2 separate regions of the Bicyclus anynana genome follow, and region 2 is linked to region 1. Evidence: chromatin contacts called from public Hi-C data. All regions are on one chromosome and are shown on one strand. Each heading gives the region's core, a stretch centred on a gene start, on an enhancer-like site or on the middle of the called end of the contact. The rest is flanking DNA. Distances are from core to core; before and after follow the strand shown.

Region 1 (6,626 bases), core at 3,457-5,956:
TAGATTCCTGTCATTTGAAAAATAAATTAAAACCTTTTCAAACTTCCACATGCGTAGAAAGGCTTTTGTGACGCGCGGCGTAACAACGCAAAGTGGAAATAGGAAAATGTAAAGGGAACCTAAATAGAGTGCGTTGACCTTATCTCATTGTGTTTCAGCTAACTACTGCTAAACGTCGTACGAGTATTTACGTAAATTAAACCTCACGCTACTTTACAACTATGTTACTTGGATTTACTAAGTTTGCTACGTACTATAATGATTGTAAGGATGTTTTCTATGTTTGGAATTTTATCTGGTAAATCATGATCAAATGTTACACCAATTTTCAATAAATCAATTAATTTTTTGGTTTCTTCCTTAAAGCAATGTGGACTTAGACAAAAAAGAATCGAATGTTAACAGATAAATGGATTAATAAAAAACTTTATAATATAGCTATGAGCTTCAACGACGTATTTACACATAAATACGTAGAGCATTTATGAGTTAGTTGGTTATTGAATGACAATTAACTAAAATTTTATTGAAAAAAGAAAATGAAAGCGCTTAGTTCCAATTAATATAAAAGTTTGTTAAAACATTAATAGGTTTCTACGCAGCAACAAAACGGAATGCTAAACTACGATCAAAGAACTAGTAGATAAAAAGCTAAACCTAAACGAGACTAATTTCGATGGTAGGTATCAGTCGCTGAAATTTCCAAAATAAACCCGAAACAGAACCCACAGATCAGAAAGGCTGTGCACTTCATTAAACCAAGGAGACACATAGAATAGTCACAAAATTCTCATGAATATTACACGAATATGATACCTAAGCTAATCTAAGTAATTGATGTATCCGGGCGAAAAAATCCCGGCTTAGGTCGTTCGATCATCGTCAACAATTTTATGCACTACACATCCTTTATACAAGGCGGCTGTTTTTTATCAGTGTCTAAGCTAAACCCGAACTTAGATACCTAAACTATTTATAATAATAATCTCTCCAAAGCCTCAATTTTCCCACGTTGTACTTGAAAATACGCGACAGAGATGTAGACTTAGCTACCCTGTATTAAAAATATTATCACCATCAACTTACAATGGAGTAAGCAAATTATAAATGGTCTTATCAAATGTGTCCCTTACTAACCAAATTTCATCATTTCACATTACAATTTATTATTATGATTTCATTATTACCATAAGTCTAAAAAACTCGTAGATTCGAGATACTATAGAAACATAAAAGTTTACTGTTTAACTATTAGACACAATGCAATCACAAGTAGAACGTCTTATTTCAAAAATCTTTATATTATAAATCTTAATACACCACTCTTTTTAAAATATCTTAACCACCTTATCTGCTAGTCTCCTCTCAGAATGAGAGGGTTTAGGCCAATAGTCCACCACGCTCGCCCAATGCGGATTGACAGACTTCACACACGCAGAGAATTACAAAAATTATCTAGTATGCTGATTCTGAGAGGAGACTCGAAGTTCATTAGTGAGCCGAATATGGGTTGATAACGAACAAACCACCTTAAGTTAAGAATTACACGAATTGAGGGAACAGATTCTTTTTTCACTCTCTTAAAAATTTCAATACGGTTCAGGCTTCTGTAATCATAAAACGCAATTACGTAAACCGAAACACATAATTCGTGTCGCAATTGCACAGTGTTTGTACAAACGGAGTCGTCGTCGCGTCACGGTATTAGGTGTCCAGTAAAATGGAGTTTCGTGAGTGCATTGAACCAAAAAACGTGGTTGATTACTTAAGACACAGCCTAAGTCGTGATCGGTACACCGGCTTTTTGCGTGGAAAAGCTTTTTGCCTATTTCGAGGCAATAAAATACTAACACACATTGATGTTTTTGCTCGCCATTATCATGGCGACGACAGCATCATGACCAATACAAGCGTTACACTGCAAATATATTGCACAGTTTTTGAAAGACTGATCAAGTAAGACGTTAAATGAAAAACCGCAGTTATAGATACATTTTATCGTAATAATATGAAAATGTGATCTCTATATAAGCGTTAATTACGCTGAAATTATAAAAGCTTATATTAAATTACGAGTATATCAGCGTTTCATTCAGGGTTTGAAGATAACTTTATTTTTTTTGTGTTGTATCACGTACAAATGAAACTTGTATATAAATAATGTACTTTATGCATATAACAAATTCAAAATTGTTATAATATAAATCTATACTATTAAACAAACTTCCACCGTTCATTTTCTAGTTTTAAACCTAAATTTCCGAAAATTCTTATTGTTTTCTGTATATGAAACTAATTAAAAAAAAAACGACACTACCATGAAAATACTTGATTGTTTGTAAAGCTGATATATCCAAACATCTTAACATTGGCATTAAATCTACCAATATTTTGATAGCGAGCTGTTTTGGCAAGCTACTTTAGAAATTACTAAAGTTTACTTGATATGTTAATTTGATGAACAACCAGCGTTTCAAAAACTGAGGATCAACGTTAATCGTGACAAGAACATCTTTAAACTTGTCGAAATTAAACTGATGTTAACGCTAGTTTATACAGCCTATGGTATAGCTAAGGATGATGTCAGACACGCAATACCTAAGTCGACATCAATTGATTACCGAGCATTGTTTGCAGTCGGCCTAGATTTGATACGTTGACAACTGATTTATGCTCATGCTCAGGTGTCAAAAGCATATACTTTAGAAAAAAGACTAACACCAACTTCACATATAAAAGATACTGCAGAGATTATTGACGCCAAGATCATCTATCATCCGGTTACGTAACTAGTCGTATGTACGACAAAGGTATTATTTGCGTCTCCACCCAAGCGTAGTACAATACATATACGTGGCATTTTGGAGTCAAAAATTTAAAAGTTGAACAGAGATTCTAAATCGTGCGCTGTAACACAGGTAGCTGTGGATAATTTAGATAATTATCTACAATTACGGCCTGTTTCTAAGACCTTGGGGCACACCTATTGAACGGATAGATTCAGTAGTGATGCTACCTGACAGCCCCGTCATGGGGCCAGCTATGTTGACTCGGCAAACACGGTAACATGGGTTATTGTGTACCTCTGTAACCGCTTGCTTACACTCAGGTGCTAAGTCAACGGTAATTAAGTCCGTCACTAAGAACATTATAGGCACCATAAAAGCACCGCTTATTCCTTGTTCAGTAACTGAGTAATATTTAATAGACAGTCATAAAGTGTGGACGTACTATATACGCTCCAGTGACCATAGCATGAACCTTTATCTAAATAAACTATGTATTTATGTAATCTTCTTAATATTTTTAATTAGGTTGAAAAAGCTCACTCGTTATTTTTATTTACATTATTAACATACCCACGAGTTCATGCTCGTGTCCGAGGCACTCATGTGTAATTATTAAATTTTATAAATGTACAGCTATTACATTCGTCTCATTATTTAAATACAATTCTTTATCTGGATCTGCAAATTCTTAAAAACTATTACACGCTATTAAAAACGAGAGATCAAAAAAACTTGCAACGCATTCCAAACTAGGCACAGATGGATAGAAAAAAAAAGAGCTAAAGCTCTGACTGTTGAAAAAAAATTGGAACTAGAATAAATTCTAATACAATACAACGATGACTTGATAAGATAAATGAATCATATATGCATACTCGTTTTATTGCAAACCAAACAGCTGATCTCTACGCGGAGTCAAGGTGAAGGCTGGTCAACCCGAAAGCAAGTCGCGACATGTAAGCGAATACGAAGGAAAAAAAGAGCTTTAAAAATAAAAACCCCAAAATGGCACGTAATGCTAAACGAATGACATCATGGACCAGCTGATTGATACAGCCACGTTACCGAATTATCTGAAGTGATTACATAAGGGTTAACGAAGTTTGCTTAAAACCGGATCCAAATACAGGAATTTGTACATATCCCAACACGAGGCAGAGCGATCCCTTGTTTAAAAGTGTTAAGAGGTGCTAATGATCGCTAAAACCACGTGGTTTAATTTAACCTATATTATTACTATATTCTTAGCGAATAGTTGCCTAATAAATAATTAACTAATGTTAGTGACAAAATAAAAACCCAATGTTTTATTCCCATCACATTATTAGTTAAAAAATACTCAAGGGATTTCCCTGTCGAATAAGACGAAAATCACAAAAAACGAATCTCGTCTTCGTCAAACGAATCGGTAAAAAGTATTGAGCAATTCTGATTTCCTTTATCTAAAACCATTAGCATTTATACATTTTGGTTGCTAAAACTAAACCAGATACAGTACCTATCAGTATTATGCACATCTCTACTATGTAACTTCTAGTACTGTCAAATTAAGCAAAGCATTGGGGGTGAATATTAAGATTGAGAAATATTCTTTTTATTTTCCATTATAATCATTTAAAAACAAGAGATACATAATCGCAACAGTGTTAGATTGAAACTCTATAAATCATGAGCTAATGGAATGTTTATAACATACCGATCCTATAAAAGCTTTACATGTACTGGAAGTTTTCCTACAGTCACGCATAAATTGTAGGAATAATAGGAGTCATTTGTTACGCAACATTGTCGGAAAATTGTTGTGCCTACTAAACACGTGGCATGTAAAATAAGAGCGTGTTGACTCAGCTGATCGGTGCATTGAACTTGTATGAACAGGTAAAGCATTTAGGTATGGTTTTTATATACTGAAAATTCCAGCTCACGTATTTAAAATGCAGGAGAGCCCGATCACTGAATCACACGGTCAGCTGATTGGTCTTGATACGACTGCTCGACATAAATTAGAGCTTATGTTTTTTAGGTTTCTTTGGTTAGCATACCAATTCTAAACGTATCCGTAATTGTACGCTTCTGTGTTTTGGTGGACGTTTAGAATCTGTTCAAATGACAATATCATAGATAAGTAAATGAAGGTAGCAGAATTCAAGGTTCCCAACCTTCAATTGTCTAAATATAAGGTTGTTTTTTATATAAAAGCTTTCAGCTTTTTCAAAATAAGGCGATATTATTTGTCTTCTGTTGAATTGTTCGTTTAAAATGCGAGGAATTTGACGACATAAATTGTTATAATATCTACTTTTATTACATACTGGAAAGAAATTTGCAGTCAAGCATTAAATAATAATTTATAAAATATTATCGAAATCCACAAAACTAGCACCCAAAAGCTAGTCATTTAAATATTGTATATTTTCGATAAAATTTAGATCATTAATCTTTTGCATTTAATTATATTAAGTCAGCTTAGTTTATGTAAATATATTTTGTAACGTCTACTTTAGACACTAAAACACGAACATCTAATAAACCATTAATTTATTTAATACCTACACACATCTTAAATAAATACGCATATAGAACTATCGATGATGTATGTGTAAACATAGTTACTTCTACTACGAGTTATATAAAGTTTGGCGTAACATTTTCGTAGTTTTGCTTCCCAGCAGAAACCATGGGCCTCATGGCCTCATCGACAATCGAAAGCCTAAGTGTTAAGTAAACACTTGATATCATTACACATGACATCAGCCTCTCAGCTGATCCCACAAGTTGAAGGATGGTCATGAAGTGTAGGTGTGGTAACTGATGGTTGCCCTACAGTGGCCCCAATACCAACGTTACAGGTGCTATGTCTACGTGTACTTAACTAATATTAGCTTTTTGTTCTTTTTTTACGGTGGCTCGGATTTAACTGCCAAAATTGTTGATGAAAAAAACAATTTTAAGCGTGGAATCTAAAATGTTTGTAGGTAACTTAGGTAAAGGTTTTTAACAAGGTTCTATTTATTCTGTGCTACAGAGATTATATGCTTAGATGGAGCATGGAGAAAGGTATACTTTATGTATATCATATTCATAGGAGATGAAATCTAAATCAACCTCTGTAAATTTTCAGCTCCTAAGACAAAATGACACTTTTATTATTTTGTTAGTTTTGTACGCAATCTACGGGAATTCAGAGGATATGTACTTACTAATTCAATAATTTTAATATTTTTTTACTTTGTAACAATGAATCTCGAAAAAAAAATTAGAGGCTAAAATATAAATAATTATCTACGACTTGATCATAACTATTTATTACTCTTCTTACTGCGTTCTTATATTATATGCAAAACACGACTTACGGGACATTAATTTTGTCTCATTTGGGATTAAATTTTAAATGTTACGATGCATATTATACATACATAGATAAGGATACATATGCGATGTGTGAAGGAGATTTAAGTAATAAAGATATTGAAGTTCAATACGTGGGTCATGCCCAATTAAGTAAGTTAAACATTGTATACAGCATGTTTCAATTTTGAATGGTTCCAAACATTTAGCAAACGTAATCCCAAATTGCTTCTGTTTCTGAAAAGTTTCTGAAAAATTCTTGAATGTGTTTCCTCTGTAAAAACAAGCGATTAGTTGGAAATCGAGTCAATATTTTGATAGCGATTGAAATTTTATACTATATTATTAGAATTGAATTGAACTACTATATTATTAGAAACTTTTTAAAATATAAGACAAGCAAATGAACTAAAGCAAAAAATATCCAATACCTATGTTAGAAAAACACGAAAAGTGTTAAATATTAGAACTGCATTAATAAGGACATTT
Region 2 (6,889 bases), core at 2,150-4,649, 33 kb before region 1:
ACGCCAAGTAGTACCTTTCAAGATTTGACTAGTATACCACTAGCTCCTCGCGCAACTACTCGCGATGACCCTTACTAGTCCTTTGACTCGCGCTCAAAAGTAACATAATAGGAAGCGATGGGCTGGACGAGAGGCACGTAACGCGGCAGGACGAGTAACGTGGTCGCACAACGTATTTACTACTTCCCACACTCATGCAGTGTGTGGCGAAGAGACTAACAGTGCAATAAATAAAAGCTAGTAAACAAAAACATGGGAGCCGTGATAGCCCAGTGGATATGACCTCTGCCTCCGATTTCGGAGGGTGTGGGTTCGAATCCGGTCCGGGGCATGCACCTCCAACTTTTCAGTTGTGTGCATTTTAAGAAATTAAATATCACGTGTCTCAATCGGTGAAGGAAAACATCGTGAGGAAACCTGCATACCAGAGAATTTCTTAATTCTCTGCGTGTGTGAAGTCTGCCAATCCGCGTTGGGCCAGCGTGGTGGACTATTGGCCTAACCCCTCTCATTCTGAGAGGAGACTTGAGCTCAGCAGTGAGCCGTATATGGGTTGATAACGACGAAACAAAATCATGTATAAGGGTACCTGACTGGTGCACGCGCTCCACAAGTAGACGCAGCTCCCCAGGCCGACGCTGAGCACGTTCTGTGCGGACCAGTCCACCAGGTTCAGGTAGAAGTCGTCTTGTAACTCGGGCGCGTCTAACACCTACAGACAACACGGTACAATTAGCTTCATTGGCTCGCTACTAACAGCCAGTTTCTTCATGTAAAGCTAAAGTAACAGTAAAAGTGGTAAGTAGTAAAGAAGACTTTAGTTTTCAGTGAAAAGACCGTCACTTTTGGTTTATGACGTTACTTTGACTGTTACTTGGAATGAAGAAAGTGGCCGTTAGACGTATGTTCTGTCACAACCCATTGATCTAACATTCCCTTTAGAGACAATTTGGAACATTACGTTTTCTGAAGTCAATTGCAATTTCGTATGAAAAATAAAAACCCTAGAAAAATCACAGTAGTGAATACTTGTATACGTCGAGAGATGAAATCGTTTAAAGGCTACATTTAACATCTAATCTAACATAAGTTTATAAACCGAGCTTTTTAAATTTAAAGCGACTGATAAATCAATCAAGCTAGGTATCATTTTTAGAGAAAAGAAAACGTCATTTCGTTCACGCAGGCACGAACTTACGAGTATATTAATAATGATGTTGGGATATGTACCTTGAAGGGAATCCTTGAAATCTTCCGTGTAGCTTTACGTGGGGAACGTAACAACTTTTGTGATTTAGCTGACACAGGCGAAAGGCTGTACGGCGACGGGTCTATATTCTCCTGAAACAAAGAAAGAATTTACATGAAAACACAAGTCAAAAACTTAAACAAAAAAAAATATATTCTTAAGAAACCCATAAAACGTGAGAATAATACAAAAGTAAATTTCAAACGTTATAATGATGTTTAACTTGTGGTCGTAAAGTGCACTAAAATAAGTAAACGCAATAAAAAACCTGAATCAAATAAACGTGACAGAGCAAAGACCCAATGGCATATTATAAAGTCGTACGACAAGACAGACATGAAAAAACTATAGCATGCATTTTTCGCTGGTCAGAGACATTTATTATACGCACACCTATAGAGATTTAAGCGTATAGAGATAATGTTTAAAAGGCTTACACAATAAACTAAGTAGTAGTAACTCATAAACTCTGGTTTATAATTCAATCAACACTCGACAACTTGAGAGACAATAAAATGATTGGACAAGGAAATAAATTAAATTTAATCGAAACATTTAACTACTCAACGAATCTTTCGTCGGCGAATAAACGCTCAGGTCAACAAAAAAAAAAACTTTAGTGGTGGTATAAAAACGCCTGGTTACAGATATCTCTTGACATTCTCATTATAGATACAGAGTCAACTCATCAAGATACGATGACCGAAATAATAGACTCGAGATTTCTTTCTAAATTAAGTTCACTATTACTACCGGACAATGTATTACAAGATTGGACATCAGCCAGTGATTATAGAGTACAGAAAAGCAAAAGAGGAAGTACGTCTATAAGTGTTAGACGGCGTAAGATTTACAAATGATGCTGTACTCATTAGGGGCTCCAGTAATAAAAAAGACAAATGACCAAGTTGCGAGGCAGAAAACCCTGACGGAACAAAAACTATAGACAAATTGAATCAACTAATTTAAACGCAGTAGAGGCAAGCGTTGGAAGACATCTACAAAAAATATACACAAGTCTTTGTAAGATCTTCATCATAGTCGCGATATAACCGGGCAACAATTTTTAAAACTATTACTAATCAGCAAATCATCACTTGGAAACCATAGTTTGCGTTTAAATCGGCATTAGTGTTGGTTTATTGTGAAAATCTAGAGGCCCAGTGGGGGAATTGTCTAGAAAACTTCTGAAGCGTAACGCTCAGTCCTTGAAAGGTTCGGCTACCCGTATTCTTTTGTACGTATCGTAAGTATAAAAAAATCTGAAAAAAAACACAACGTAACAAAATGAACTCTGTCTGGATTTGTCAGCGATTTTTTTACTACGGGCTTTCAATTTATCATTTTCATCAGTTGATTGGTCTTATTATATTACAGAGAATAATTGAACACGAATTAATAGTATAGCTACTACCGCTACATTGCTCTACATTTTTTAGCACTAAAAAAAACACTAGATGAATATAATGTCTGCAATTATTATCTCACTTTAATACTGTAATGAGAATTTTTCGCACTGTGAGACATCGTAGGAACTTCTCAGTAATTTGCTGCAAAAAGTGCACATTTCGCGTAAACACGCGGCCATAATCACGGCCGTGAACCCGGTTTATTGCGGTCTATATGAGTAACAAATCTTCATAAAGCATCGCAAATTTCGTGGGACGAAATTTACAACGTAGCATGTTAATACAACGTGCATAATTTTGTGATATAGCATTTTGAATTTCAACTAAAATAGTATACAATTTTATGACACATGGGCGATAAAGATAATATTGTGAGACTAAGATGCCCACTCAATGTTTAAACCATGCCGCATGAAAAGGACACGTCTTGCCACCTTTGGATCCACATTATTGCGATTCAAATGGAAATATAACTGTGTTGTGACACCCACTTCAAACAAAAACACAAGACGCTGGCACATAAACACGAGCGTTAAGCGCACTCACAATAAATATTGTTGATAAAAAAAAGGGATTTACACGTAATACTACAAGATATCGAGCCCATAACCGTTATACTGCATTTAGGTTATTCAATCATTGCAAATAAACAAACACGTGAAAAGTTGAATCCGATCCAACACGTGAACGATCCTATGAATGAAATAACGGAACTGCTGAAACAAGATTGAAAGTGCATTGTGTGCATGATGATTAATTCACAACTGCCACTTAAGGAGATATTGACTTAGTAAACGCCCCGCCCCCTGTGGTCGTCGACACAGTGGCCTTGGTATGTGGTCGAAAACGAATGCATATTATTATATTACGTAAGCCGAAAATTGCCTGCAGGAAATTGCAACTGGTTTTAAAAATGCGCAAGCAGGTCCATCAGCTGAGATTCTCGCGGATAACAAATTTAGAGATGTGACTTAGGAAGATAACGTGTTTTGTCATTTTGCTTATTATTAATACAGCGTATGCAATTATGTATATCTCTCGATCATCTTATAATGAGAGGTAAAATAAATTTCTGTGATTCGACACGGTGATTTTCAAAATCCGGTGATATATGAGAACATTAGATTTAAAACGAGGAAGTTTAAATAGATATTTTAAAATATGATTTATATTGTATAATATTAGAAGCGCATGACTAAGTCGGATTAAAAAAAAATGCTAAGAAGTTTAGACCACTTCAATAATTTGGCTTACTAATGCTGTTTTGATTAGACGAATTATGTTTTTACATAATGTTACAAAAAGTTAACCGTGCTTGAAGCAATTTTACATCACGTCATGATGTAGTAAAAACATAAATAGAATGTTTACCGAATACCAAAAGCATGTTATACTACCATCATCATTTTCATTTAGAAAAACGAAGCAAACCTAACATCCTGCACAAACGTAATGGCAAGCCTACAAAAGTAATGGCAAGTAACAAATTTAGATAAATATTTAAATATAGAATAGCATAAGAAGCGTGTCGGTAGTGATCATTGCATAGACTAGTGGTCATGTAGAATGTATAGATCCGCAATTGCCTATTTCCTCCACTGACAATTGCCCTATTCAACGAGAATAGACAAAAAGCGCCGCACAATAGATCGCAAAACGATATGAATTATACAATGGACATCGACCTAATGGACGTCCAGAGTAACTGCCGGCAGCTACTGAATACACTTAAAAGGAATATACGTATGTGGAGTATTTTAATGATCGAAACCAAATAAGCTTATATTTGAGTTCAACGAAATTGTAAACCCCATAGAAAAAGCGATTTAAATAAATTAAGAATCACAGAATGCAGTGCACGAATTACACTAATGACATGACAGCCTTGAGAAAAAGTAAAAGAAAAATTTCAATAAAACGCAAACCACAATGATGTAAGATGAATGAGCAATCAGAATACAAGTTTATTAACCTCAGACAGCAGACGCATAAAAAGCTAGAAATCTACCATGTAGTGACTAGATCTTAGATAACAGATTGATTGGTACTATAAATGGATGGCAAATTTTGTGACCTGCACATATCCGTAAACAGGTCACGTTAGATACGCATAAAAAATAAGCCACTCTACAAATCTTCGGTCCGCTTTCAGTTAACAAAAACAGAATACAAATCTAGACGGAACTAACTTGAATTTCACGCGCTTGTCGCGTATGGTGCTTTTTTTACGTGTGTCTATTCGAGCGAGGCTAGTTCAGATCGCAATGTGGTCGTACTCATGACTTGTATAGCTTCTCATTTAAGCACATTTCATGAAAGCTGTGTTTCAATATGCGTAGCATCTGACGTGATTCTTGCACGCTGATTCTTTTGAACTTTAATCATGTTTTGCTTAATACAGTAAATATGTTTTCATGAACATTGAACAAAATAATTAATTTTTCAGAGATCAACAAAAGTTCCCGCGGTGTAAGTCAAAAGTCTCGCTAATTAGAATTTGGTGTCGTGGATTTAACTCAATACGCTGGTTCAATTGACTTAACAGTATAAACAAACTTAACCCTACGGGGCCTCGATCGCAAAATACTCTGCATACAAGAAGTTGTGTACATAGTAAAAAAAATTAAGGCCAAGTTGACTCTTGCTAAATTCCCTCGCGTATCGGTAGATGTTTTTTCTGTAAACAAACCACTTAGTGAACACGGATGAGCACTTCTGGCTTTAAAAGCTGATGACACAGGAGCTACACTTACAAAATCATCAATTGCAAAATTAGATTGTTTAATTACTTAAAATACTGTCTTAAGCATGTCATCAATATAGTGCATTAGTAATAATACAACTTGTATGAAATTCCTATATTGATGACCCATTTGAAAAAAATGATGTAACCTAACACAAAGGCTTACGTGTGGGTGTTAAAGGCAACATTCGAGAATAACGATGAGGATTCAATTTTTAATTTCTTTTTTTTTATATCCAAATAACAATAGAGGTAAACGAACATCTCGTCTGATACCTATAATACGAAAGGCCAATCCTAGGTTCAGATCCAACATAATACCTAACGAACAGCCAATAAAGCATTCCATTGTAGAGATACGTGTTCCCGCAGTGCGGTGTCAGTCAACGACTTTGTCGTATTAGGAAACTACAACATTTCATGTATCAGATAACACATAGGACATATGCATGGTGATTAGTGACTTGTAAATGTCAATCAGTGTACTTTCGATCATTGTTAAAATATAAAAAATCGTAAAGAGGCACTTACACGTCAGTAAATGACATCTAACAATCAAGGCCACGAGTGTGCCTGCTACAAACACCGGTGGGCAGTCGACAAAAAAATTCGATTGGATATAATTAACGAGAAATGTCGACTGCGACGTCTTAGAAATTAGAAGCAACAACCTACACAATGATTCCAAACGTGACTAGGCTCTAACACAGGGACAATCTAAGACATGATCTAGATTGTAAGAACACAACGGCAGCCTGCCAACCATTCTCAAAAACAACTACAAAGAAATCGATTTCATGCAGCCAGAAAAAAAATAAAAATAAAAAATGCATCTGTCGAATCTAACATTGCAAAAGTTACAATTCATCCCCTGACAATGACCGCGAGTCTAGACTAATCTTGCTCGGCGAGTTGTCTATGCGAAGAAATATAATGTGAACGGAGAACTATTTTGATCAGCAAATAAACCTGACACAAAAAGTAAGTATATAATTTGTATTGTGTTTACAAGTACTTAAATATGTTTTAAAGGTTTTACGAAATTGAAGATCTTAAAGTTATTAACTGTTCGATTAGTAACATCTGAGAGCTGTAATGATTTTTTTTATGGACAGCCATTACTTGCAATTCACGTGAGTAACAGCACTTAGTCACGGCTTAGTTTTGCGAAAACAATAAATTAGAACCAATTTCTCTAGGGGTTATTATATCTCTCCCGAAGGATGTGGAACGATCAATTAACCAAAGCGTGAACCGATTGAATTCAAGACAATTCGACCTATAGCATCAGTGTTTCGAAAATTAGCATTATATCCCAATTTGGACCACAAATACTTTTTGCACCAATGCAAAAATACGTCACGCCGTACACTTCGTGCGTTGAAAATTTTAATCACGAATACGTTCCGACTTTTACTAATAATAAATAAAAAAACGGTCAGCAGTGACTGTAATACAAACGGACCAATGAACCCCGGGATCTCAGGC

What was found. A called contact is a pair of places that touch in the nucleus more often than the background predicts.
Region 2: a contact with region 1 is called in a Hi-C map of whole larva, with 3 times the contacts expected there. The contact joins two enhancer-like sites. A contact is called at or near these places in 2 of 2 Hi-C or Micro-C datasets (whole body and whole larva).

What each region holds. Positions count from the first base shown.
Region 1 is chr4:16,304,366-16,310,991 of ilBicAnyn1.1, reverse strand. The region is part of intron 1 of LOC112053505 (fizzy-related protein homolog); the gene reads right to left. Among protein-coding and RNA genes, the nearest start is that of LOC112053505, 16 kb to the right of the region's middle. Within about 2 kb of position 4,706, at least 3 of the 8 cell types and tissues checked have open chromatin away from gene starts, as enhancers often do.
Region 2 is chr4:16,335,956-16,342,844 of ilBicAnyn1.1, reverse strand. It overlaps LOC112053505 (fizzy-related protein homolog), which reads right to left. Exons shown (of 10, transcript XM_024092940.2): 3 at 1,231-1,341; 4 at 590-712. Among protein-coding and RNA genes, the nearest start is that of LOC112053506, 32 kb to the left of the region's middle. Within about 2 kb of position 3,399, at least 3 of the 8 cell types and tissues checked have open chromatin away from gene starts, as enhancers often do.